3 separate regions of the Mus musculus genome follow, and all the other regions are linked to region 1. The links are chromatin contacts, called in public promoter capture Hi-C maps. All regions are on one chromosome and are shown on one strand. Each heading gives the region's core, a stretch centred on a gene start, on an enhancer-like site or on the middle of the called end of the contact. The rest is flanking DNA. Distances are from core to core; before and after follow the strand shown.

Region 1 (3,636 bases), core at 652-3,151:
TTTCTCTCTCTCTCTCATACACACACACACACACACACACACACACACACACACATCAAAATTAAAAAAAAAAAAAATCGACTCCAAACTAATGTCGGAAATGGTCTGACCTTGAAGAAAACAAATGTGGCCAAAGAATGAATTCAAGGTAGGAAATCAGTTCTACACAATAGCTTTGCTGGCCTCCTGTAGAGAAAGAATCCCGCCAGTGTGGCAGCTAATAGTAGAGGGGGTGACTTTCTCCACAAATCAACTAAATGCCACTGTAGAAACCGGGACTGGTTCCCACAATTCCACGTGATCCCAGGGCTTCTGGCCAGATTTTGCATGACCTGACCATGGATGATGTAAGACCAACCTTTAAAATCACCCAAGAGAAAATATTTAATACTTTCAAAATGCACAATTGCCAACAAGAAATAAAAAACTTCAACATAAATCCCATGAGCTGCTGAGCTGTAGTTACAGGCCTCAGGCTGTGGAAACCTATTCCTTAGGAAGTAGTCGAGTCCTTTTGACACAAGACATACATCCCCCTTTTCACCTGCTGTCATCCTCAACTTGGGCAATGCTTTGGACACACAGTAGGCTTTTAACTGAGTCTGGGCAAACAGGAGCTGGGATAAACTTGGGAGCTGAGAGCCAGTCAAGATTTTTACAACAGAATCTGAATTGTGGAGAAAGGTCTCCCCTCTATAGGTGTAGCTGCAACCCTGATTACGTTCTGCTTTTCTGGAGGCCAGCGCATCTATTTTGTAGAACTAGTTTCCAACTGGGGATGCTCTTTCATTCTTGGGCCACATTGTTTTTTTTTTTTTTTCAGTGTAGGACCATTTCATACATTATTTTTTTCTTTTGATATGAGCATTTGAGTCTGTGGACATTAGACATGATTCTGAATAGGACATGATTCTCAAAGTGTTTCAGTTTGAGCTCTGCTCTCTCCTGTTTAGGCAGTCCCAGATAGAAAGATGGGCCAACGCTGGTGTTTAAGCACTAGAGTTTAGGAGGTGAGAGGGAGGCAGCCTCTGGTCCCCTCCATGCTGGCACGCATCAACTATCAATGGATCGACCACGTTAGGGAGTGGCTCATGACTTCTCCCATCCTTAGAGAGCAAGGAAGCTCCAAACACCAGGATGGGTGGCAGTTCCCGGGTGGGGAGCGTGCGTGATTTGATCCGGGACGGAGAGGTGCAGGGGGGAAGAGTCCGTGATGAGCAACCCCTCTTCCGGGACAGTCCCTGGACGTGAGTCACAGGACAGAGGAGGGTAGGGACCGCCTGAGTCACAGGCTGAGGGGGACGACACGACACCACAGGGCCAGACAGATGGAGGGGTCTGCAGAGGCGGGTGTGTGTATGCGTGTGTGCTCGCTGCTGGGGGGATTGGGATGGGGTTAGGGAGGGGGGTCCCGGGGCCCCAAAGCCCTAAGGCGCGGCTACGCGGCGGGCGGCAGGGAAAGGGAGTCCAGCCAGCCCGCGGCGCCGAAATCTCCCGCGCTCAGGAGCTGGCCCCTCCTCCGGGCCCGGCCTCACGCCCCTCGCGGCGGCCCAGCCGGATCGGCTCCTCCCAACCCGCGCCCCGGGAACCCCAACCTCGTCCTAACAGCGGCCCTCTGGCCGCCACACACGCCCGCCAGCCCCGCCTCCCGGCGCGCGCTGGAGTGACGACACCGCAGGGTGCGTGACCAATCGGCGTGGCCCTCGAGGGGGGGCGGCCTCGGGCACGCCCCCCGCGCCGCGAGCCAATGGGACGCCGGCGTCGGCGGCCGCGGCCGGGTGAGAGGGCGCGAGGCCCCGCCCCGTCCTCCCTCGGCCCCCTCGGCCCCGCCCTTCTCGCCCGGCCCCTCATCCCCGCGCCGCCGCTGGTGCCGGTCGCCGCGCTGGGCCCGCCCCCAACCCTCCCGCCGGCCCGCCAGCGCGCCTCACAGCTCCCTCCTTCTCTCTCTCACGCCTAGCGCAATGGCGGCGGCCGCGGCGGAGCAGCAACAGTTCTACCTGCTCCTGGGAAACCTGCTCAGCCCCGACAATGTGGTCCGGAAACAGGCGGAGGTAAGCGAATCGGCGGCCCCGGCGCGCCGATCCTTCTCCTCCGCGGCCGGCCGGCTGGCCCTGGGCGCTCGTCGGCCGGCCGGCCGAGCGGCGCGGGTCGGCCCGGCTGGCGGACAGCGGCCCCGCAGCCCACGTGCGCGCCTCCCGCCCGGCCCCGGCCCTTCCGGCCCGTGCAGCGGCGGCGGCGCCGGTTGCCTCGCCGCCGACCCGCGCACACGTGCCACCGCGCCTGACGCGCCCCGCCCGCGGGCCCTGCACCCCAGCCCTGCTCTCCCTCCCCGCGTGGCCCGCCAGCCCTCGCGGGCGGCCAGACCCCGGCAGCTCCTGACCCGTCCCGCTTCCCCCACCACCCCAGCCGCTCCCTTCCCCATCCCAGCTCAGGGAGAACGCGTGTCCTGCCTGTCGCTGCCTTACGGCGTCTTTCCCCCGAGCCCCTTTCTGGTTTCTAAAAGGAACTGCACACGCCGGTCCCTTCAAGATCGTGTGAAGTTGCCTTTGAGGGATCCCTGCTTGACCACCTCGCTCTGCTCTTCTTCCTTCGAATCTTGTTTGATCTCTAGAGATTTGGGCTTATAAACGGGATATACTGGGGGCTGTGGCTGTCTAACTGGGCCAGTGCCATCTCTTTTTCATATAACACAGATCGTTCTCAATCAGTCTTAGATCAAGGGTTCCATTTCAGATACAGTTATAAGCCCATTTGCAAGCTAGCAATAATATTATTAGCTCACTAGAAGACGGAAGATACATTGTTAGTGTTGAAGCTCAGATTTTTGTGAGGTAATTTCTAGGAAAGTTGATACGTGGAGCTCCTTACGACCCATGGGTCTGAAGTTTTTTAGGAGACTCTGAGGATGTGTGAATAGCTTTACTTACAAAGCAAAGATGTCTTTTATATATAGCTAGTGACGTTGACATGTCTTGTACTTACCGACCTAAAGTTGGGAGCTGTCTTTTAAAACAGTTGCTAATTTCGCTTTGAGTAGAATGGATAATCTGGCCACACTTAGATTTTAGTAAGTAAAGAAGTTGGAGACTTAACTTCTGTGTGAAATGGTGCTTTAAACTATGTCCTTCTTAATGGTGCTTTTAATTTTGGGGGGAGGGGAGATAGCGATGTTTGGCTCTCTAGTTTACACAGGCCCTTCAAACCTGTGGCAGTCCCCCAGCCAAGTTTCCTGAGCGCACCAGTTCCCATGCCCGCCTTATTCAAGTAATATGCAGTGTATAGGGGGAAATTCAAAGGGTACAATTCTTAATCCACTCTCCACGTTTATTTCATGAGCCTTCCTTGAAAACGTATCTTTAAAAGCATTCGTGTATACATTATGTTACCTGGGTGGATTTATAGTATACATAGTTCTGCAAATTGAATTTTCCCTCAGTTTCTTTCACATTGTCACCCAGAAGACCATACATTATATAGATAGGTGCATCTCCCTGTGAGTGAGTAATCCGATACTTTTAGTGCGGTCCAAGAGTACTGCACATAGAAATAACGTGTATACTTGTCTGGACGAAGGTAGTATATGTATGTAAAAGTATGCGTAAAAGTAAACTTGCAACAGTTTCCACTTAGGATATG
Region 2 (3,636 bases), core at 498-2,997, 1.3 Mb after region 1:
TGAAAATATAACTCACTTCTATCTAGGACAAATGTATTTGTGAAACAATGCCAAGATTTCAGCCACTTAGGGCCAGGGTGTAGCTCAGTGGTAGATAGAGCTCCTGCCTGCCTGGCTGAGGCCCTAAATTCTACTCCCGAGTATATTATTAAAAAAGGCATTTAGGCCACTTAAACCTGGGCCCAGGAGGTTCTCAGATCCCTGAAGTTTTATGCCTGCTCTACTTTGCCCTGAAGTCTTTCACCCTCCCAACCCGTCTTCCCCCACTACCTCCCCTCAATCCCTCTGACCCCCTCAGGTGCAAAACTTGCAATAACTCTTTTGTGCATGTAACTGACGCCTTACGTGACTTTTATTGATAAATAAAAACTCAAGGCCGGGCGGTGGTGGCACACACCTTTAATCCAAGTACTTGGGAGGCAGAGGCAGGCAGATTTCTGAGTTCAAGGCCAGCCTGGTCTACACAGTGAGTTCCAGGACAGCCAGGGCTATACAGAGAAACCCTGTCTCAAACAACAACAACAACAACAACAACAACAAAAGTTTTAAAAACTCAAACCCCCAGACCTGTGTTTTTACTGGTGGATGGATGGCCATAGAGAAGTGTAACAGGACAAAGAGTGTGATCTAGTATCTGGAGACAGACAAAGCTTGCCTGCTCAGTCTCTTAGTACAAGATATAGATGTGTAAATTAGAGATGGAATGGGTGTTCCTGATACTGCTTTGTCTCAGGCTCCATTTTGGCGGAACAGACTGGGGCCCGCAGTGGAGACAGGAAAGTGGGATGGTCCTCACTGGGTGCAGGCAGGAGAGGTCCGGGTGGGTGTGAGGGGGCCTCACAGAGGGTTTGAACAGTCTGCCCTGTTGGTATCATAAACTAAGCGATAACTCAGTCTTGCAGATATTCGGCATCTGTGCTGCCACTCTGGCTACAAAGGACTTCTGGGGTCTTTTGTTTTTGTTTTTCGGGACAGGGTTTCTCTGTGTAGCCCTGGCTGTCCTGGAACTCACTCTGTAGACCAGGCTGGCTTCGAACGCAGAAATTCTCCTGCCTCCCAAGTGCTGGGATTAAAGGCGTGAGCCACCACGCCCGTCTGGGGTCTATTTTTTAATCCAGCTTCCGACAACGACTTTGAGTGTCAATTCAGAACAAACGGAACGTAGTGACCACCAAAATCAAAACTGCAGAGGTAGAAGACAGAGGAATGGTGGAGGGTGGAGAGTGGAAAGGACCAGACACTAGGTAGGGCACCACTGGATTAGGAAAGACGACCGATGGCAGCTTCTCTCAGTTTCCGGAGACCCGCAGGCATTGGGAAGGGGCCTGTGTGGGTCCCAAGCCTGCACCTTTTCAGGTAGAGCCCATTTGCTTTGACCACTTTTAGCTTATGCACCATCGCAGGCTCACCGACTGTGTTAGGGGCACGTTGATAATAAAAACAGCAAAAAAGCCCCTCGGAAACCTAAATCTTCTCTGCCAGAGAAAACCCAAGTTTCTCTAACTCGTTTCAGAAGCGGGCGGAGCATTGGGTCACCAAAGCCTCCGCGCAGAGCCGCGCAGGGCTCGCAGAGGATTGGAGTGGCTAACGAGGGCGGGCGTGGTTTTGGAAAGAGAAGCGTTGCATGGGGCCTCGCCAGCAGAAGCAAGGTGGGGCTGAGTCTGGCTGGACTGGCCTGGGCTGTGGCAAGCGGGGGGCCGGGCTAAGCCTGGTAGGGCGGGCGTGGCCGAATCCAGCTAGGCGGGGCGAGGGCGGGGCGTAGGCGGGCCAGTCGGGAAGATGGCGTTGTGCGTGCTGCGGAACACGGTTCGTGGAGCGGCGGCGCTGCCCAGGCTGTGAGTTCAGGTTCTCTGTCCCCGCCACGCGGCGAAGGCGGTAGCCAGAGTGGTCTCTGGAGCCTGCATGGGCACTCTAGCCCGATACCTCTGTGCCTCCGGTCCTTGACCTCTGCCAAGGTCGCTGCGGCTGCTGCCTCCCAGTGGGAGGGCTTTGCGTGGACCCGGGCAATGGGTACAAACGTTACTGGGTTGGCAGGGCTGTCAGCATCTGGCATGTACCGCGCTAACTTAGGGGCGCTCTGGAGTAGCTGAGACGCTCACCCCACCTATGTGAAGCACAGTGGTTCCCAAATGTTGTTCTCTGGACCCACTTACCCAACCAAGAATGACTGAGGGTTCCAAAAAGCTTTTGCCAAAATCTGCTCATGAAAAACACTGAATTTTTTTTAGGTGAAAAGAGCATATATTTTGAAGTTTTCTTTGGTTTAACAAGAGACTTTAAGTCTTACGTCATCAGCTTTGGAGTAGATATTTGAAAAGAATTCCATGACTTGGGGAGTGGAGGCAGGAGGACGCAGGTTAAAGGCTACACTTAATCTACATAGCAAGTTTGAGGCCAGCCTGGCCTACATAGCAATACTAGTTGGTAAAGGAACTGTAGATTGTCACAAACAGTGACCCTCCCTCATGACACTTGCCTATCTGTTAACTGCACGTGTCCTGAGTTCTCCTTTAAGGTGTCTTGCCTATTGTGAGGAAACAGGATCAGAGACTGTCTCAAAGTCCCACGGAGCGATGGAGCCAGAGTTCACAGTTTAGCGTTTTTTACATCTTTTGTGTTGTGCTTCATGATTTACCCCAGACCCATGACAGGACCCATATGGTCTTAGGCACCTCATTTTCTCATCTGTGGCCTTGCACCCTGGCTGGAGGAAAATCACTCCTGGAACCTGAGTGGTGGTAAGGGAGGGGTCCTGGGCCAGCCCAGAGATTCCGTTTCTGAAGTGTGAAAGGACCAGTCCTGACCGCACACAGTCACCACTTCTAATAGGCTTGGAGCTTAGTGTAAACTCCTTTTTATCACCACCACCCTGCCCCCCATACCATGCATCATCTCTATCAAGGGCAGGTACTTGGCTTTAGTGAGCCAATTGTGCTAGTGTGGTCCTAGTAAACCCACCAGAGGATGTAAGTGCTGTCTGGGACCAGTAGGCTACTTCTGGAGGCTCCTTGCTTATTTTCAGAGTGTCTGAACCATTGCTGAGCACGCAGGGGCCATTCAAGACCAGAAATCCTGATCCCTGTTTCTGACCCACCAGCGTTTGCCCTGAGCTCTAGACTGTCATGTTATTCATGCAGTTCTCTGTGGCCATGCTGGATGTATATGAATTACTCCGCTTTCAAGGAAGGGAGCATAACTCACTTGACAGAGCCAAGAAATATAGATGGGAACACACACACCTATCAAAGTTGCTACATAGAACCATCTGTAGCTATTTCTCAAGCTACACATGAGTCCTTAGGACGCTTCCAGGTCTAACACATCACTCAGGGAGCAGTCTAACTTCTTCCTGAGGCTTGTCAGTAAAGCACCGGCCCAACTGTAAGGAAGCTCCTGCTGTCTACCACGCAGGCACTTAATTGTTCAGTCCTAGCAAGCATATGATTTATTAGCCCACACCCATTGGGAAGATGTCCACCCACTAGAAGACAGTGCTTAGACTCCCTCCAGCCTCATGGGCTCCATTTATTCCTAGAGTTGCTTAGGTCAGCACCCTTTTCTTTCTTCAAAGCCCTTTTGTATACAATTGGTGCTTTTCTTGGTCTGCATTCTTTCCAGGTACCCTCTACCCAACAG
Region 3 (3,636 bases), core at 450-2,949, 1.2 Mb after region 1:
TGGGAACCCTCAGGCGTTAGCACCGCAAGTCTGCGACCCTAAATTCAGGTCTAGAACCTGTGTCCTCCGGCGACCAGGGCCGAGCGAGCACTTCTAGTTTGCTTCGCCTTCGTCTCTCCAGGCCCTGCTGTAGAGTTGGAAGATGCAGAGACCAGGCCCCTGCAGCCCTGGGAAGTGAGACAGTGAACAATAAACACGATCGTTTCCGAAATTGGTAGACACCGAGGAGCAGCGGTGGAAATGGGGGACACCTACATTCTACATTATCCCTCTTAGCACAAGTAGAAGCTGGGGAGACCTACAGAGTGGCCTAGCGTGGTAGGTAGGAGCCTAGAGACCACCAAAAGAACTCAGTGGCACAGCGAGCAGCATGCCAGCTATGGACAGTGAGATTGTCACAGGTAGAAAAAAGTAGTAATGGCAAGGTTGGAGCGGGAGCTACGGCAGTGAAGGTCTAGTTTGGTATTATCAGAAAAATAGGTAAGGTGTGTGGGGGGTGTTAATCCTACCTCTTTATATTTGGAGACAGCTGCTTCCTTTTTCGACAAAGGGCGTTGTCTTGACTTAGCCCAAAGTTCAGTATGTGCATGTATTTGAGATGGTGTGCGCTGATGGACACGCCTCCTTTTGTTATAAAAGTGGTCAGGACCGCCTGGGACAACTACTATATCACCTATTTTTTTGTGATATAGTATTTTTTAACTTAATCTTTACCACTCTTTGAGAGGGTGAGCACCCTTGTCTTCTCTTCTAACTTTCATTTCTCCAGTGATGAACCCATGCCCAGAGGCACATCGCTAGATCACAATGTTCCAAAGCCAGGACGCTCAGCCAGTACAAATTACCTTTGATGTTAAAGCTCTTTTTAGGTATGTCAGTAGTTCTTTCTGTAGGTGCTAGAGCCATTGAAAATCTGGTTAGTTGTAAACTTTGGGGAAGGGAGCAATATATGAGCACACAGAAAAAATTTAATAGCATGAGACTACAAACTTTTTTGAATTTACCTATTTTCTGAATTTGCCTTTTCTTGAATTTGGGGGTTACAGTCATCCAGGACTGTGTTTTATATTCTAAGATGATGCACTTGGGGAAGAATTCGGTTGAAGTCTAAAACTCCATGGGCTTTTTATGCTAAACTTTTCTCCTCCTTGAGCATAATGCTTGCGCACTAACACAGAGACATAACCATTTCCCATTATCAATGGGAAAAGCTATGCACCTTGTCGAAGAGTAATAATGCCGTAATAGTCTTCCTTAACACGACTGCTTTGCTTAACTAAGCCCCGGTATCTTCATTGCAACCTGCCATTGCTACTTTATATTTACTACCCTCTCTCATCTATCTCATTTCGACTTTCTGAAAGATATGTTTGTTGTGTGCACACTTCTCCCACACAAGAATGTCCCAGCATTTCCGATGCTTAGGAATTATTCTTGCAAATAACCTCTAAGAGCTGTTTAAAGATTTACGAACCGCTCTTTCCATTTGTTCCCTTACCCTGGCCCCAACTAGGTAACCCCTGAGCTCTGCCTCATCGACCAACTCGGTCTCCATCAGAAAGTACTTGGTTCATCAGTCCTGAGCGGACTGACGGGTATGAGGTGACAGAGGGCAGAGAAGAGGTGCGCCCGAGAAGCGCGGCGCTCTGGAGCGCCACGGTGGAACCTGGAACCCGACTGTGGGTGCCGGAAGCGCGCAGGCGGAAGTCACCCAGATCCCGGAACGCGGATCTCTTGGCCGCCCCGCCCGGAAAGAGCCCGCTGCGCTTGCGGCGCCGGCACTGAGCATGTGCGTGCGGCCCCGCGCATGCTCCGTGGAGGCCCGCTTCGGTTTCTGTCGCGGGGCCCGCGGTGTCTCCTAGCGTAACCGGAACTAGCCGTTGCGGGCCGGCCTTCTCTGCGCTCGGGCCTTGAGGTGATCTCCGAGCGCCCCGGACCCCTCCTTCCTCGCCGTCCCCCTCGGCTCGGCCGCTCGCCTCTCACAGCCGCCGGCATGAGCTCCAGGCCGCCAGCGTCGCCGCCAGCGCAAGGCTCCAGGTTGCTGCTGCTGTCGCTGCTCCTGCTAGGGACGGTCCCAGGCCCGCGCCCGGGAAGCGCCTTCTACCTGCCCGGCCTGGCGCCGGTCAACTTCTGCGCCGAAGAGAAGAGCAACGAGTGCAAGGTGGGGGAGGCCTGTCGGGCTGCGCGCCGCGGTGGGAGCGGGGTCTAGGAGCGGGGTCAAGGAGCGGGAAGGGGCGTAGCTGTGGGTGGGGTCGCATTTCGAGCCGCGACGGGACGGGGGCCTGCGGACCCCGGGTGGTCCCCGCGGGCTCGTCGCTGCAGCTCGGGGCGCTTTGCCCGGACCCCGGCGGCTTGCGGAGCGCCCTTGGACTGGCCTGCACGCAGGTACGCGGTGACCCGATGCCCACACGGGGCGCTCCCAGCCGAGCGACAACTTCCAGTAACTTAATTTCGTAGCTCACTGTTTTATTGCACTTTCCTAGAACTCCTGGTCATGACGGCTTATTCTCTCTAGGACTTTGATACCGAACTTCAAGAATACTAGTTGATCATTTAACCTGTGGATTGTGACGCATTCTAACCCTCCTTGAAAACCGCGTTAATAAAGACTAGTTGTAGTTAAGTTTAGTCCCTGGCCTTTAAATTTTTTTTTAAGCTATAAAATTTTTAAGAGACCCCCAAATGGGTTTCTCCGCGATGGCTTTAAACACTTAAAAAGCAGCAGAGAGCGGGAGAAAGAACCTGCCTTGAAAATGTTGGTTTCGTAGGCCATCCGCCCACACGTTTTTCAGTTTACCAGCTGAAAGCAGCTTTTAGGTATCAGGTGTAGAGCATCACAATACACCATTATTTCGTAAAGTTACTAAAACTTAACCATTTGGAGGATCCAGGGCCTCTCAGAAACCGTTAATTTTAATACTTCAAATAATGGTTAAGAAAACGTTTACACTTTTTATTTACTAAAATTTTAAGCTGGTGTTTATTTTATGACTCTTAGCTATACCACAGTTGTGAATTTTGAGGTTGTTTTAGAGTATTAGGGAGGCTATTAAAGTTTTCATGGCATTTTGCAGCTTCTCTTTAGGTTTGTGGGCTATCCTGTGTGGCGTTAACATGGTCACTACAGTTTTAGAAAGAAACAAACGTGTATCTATGACACGTAAGTCGTAGAGGGTTCAATAATGCCTACCAATCGGTAAGATTCACCCAGGCACACAGTCCATTAACTGTGGTACCCGGAAAAGCAGGAACTTCTGCCTCCTTCTAGAGAGTTCTGACCTAAAGTGAGATCCAGTCTTACAGGCACACTGAATTTTTCTGTTAAATATTTCAGAAGCCAACCTTTATAAACAAGTACTTGGTCTGTAAATGAACAGTGAATGTGTGTTGTATTCGTAATTTCTTAGAGAAATACATTCCTGGCTCCTCCATCAGCCACTGGAGAACAGAGGCTTATTAATAAAATCTGATGTTACGAAAGGTATGGTCCACATACCTAGAGAGCATAGATGAGGAAATGTTTGTGGATTAGAGTCTTCTGGAGAAGCAGCAGAGATGTGACACTGGACACGGACTTTAGAGAGAAGTGTGAGTGGATTTGTGGGTGATTTGTGTTGTCTCACAAGGTCTTTAAGT

What was found. Promoter capture Hi-C pulls out the DNA fragments that hold promoters and counts their contacts.
Region 2: a contact with region 1 is called in a promoter capture Hi-C map of pre-B cells, with 2.4 times the contacts expected there. The contact joins the promoter of Clybl here to the promoter of Ipo5 in region 1. A contact is called at or near these places in 1 of 39 promoter capture datasets (pre-B cells) and 1 of 115 datasets of contacts at active chromatin or transcription factors (thymic regulatory T cells).
Region 3: a promoter capture Hi-C map of erythroid cells shows a contact between it and region 1, with 5 times the contacts expected there. The contact joins the promoter of A330035P11Rik here to the promoter of Ipo5 in region 1. A contact is called at or near these places in 2 of 39 promoter capture datasets (erythroid cells and fetal liver), 2 of 484 Hi-C or Micro-C datasets (CD8 T cells and erythroblasts) and 1 of 115 datasets of contacts at active chromatin or transcription factors (large pre-B cells).

Annotation. Positions count from the first base shown.
Region 1 is chr14:120,909,293-120,912,928 of GRCm38.p6, forward strand. Ipo5 (importin 5) reads left to right here and starts at 1,902. Exons shown (of 26, transcript NM_023579.4): 1 at 1,902-2,051. The coding sequence starts at 1,962.
Region 2 is chr14:122,179,947-122,183,582 of GRCm38.p6, forward strand. Clybl (citrate lyase beta like) reads left to right here and starts at 1,748. Exons shown (of 8, transcript NM_029556.3): 1 at 1,748-1,835. The coding sequence starts at 1,780.
Region 3 is chr14:122,105,275-122,108,910 of GRCm38.p6, forward strand. It overlaps A330035P11Rik (RIKEN cDNA A330035P11 gene), which reads right to left and starts at 1,700. Exons shown (of 4, transcript NR_015586.3): 1 at 510-1,700; 2 at 1-167. Tm9sf2 (transmembrane 9 superfamily member 2) reads left to right here and starts at 1,808. Exons shown (of 17, transcript NM_080556.3): 1 at 1,808-2,161. The coding sequence starts at 1,994.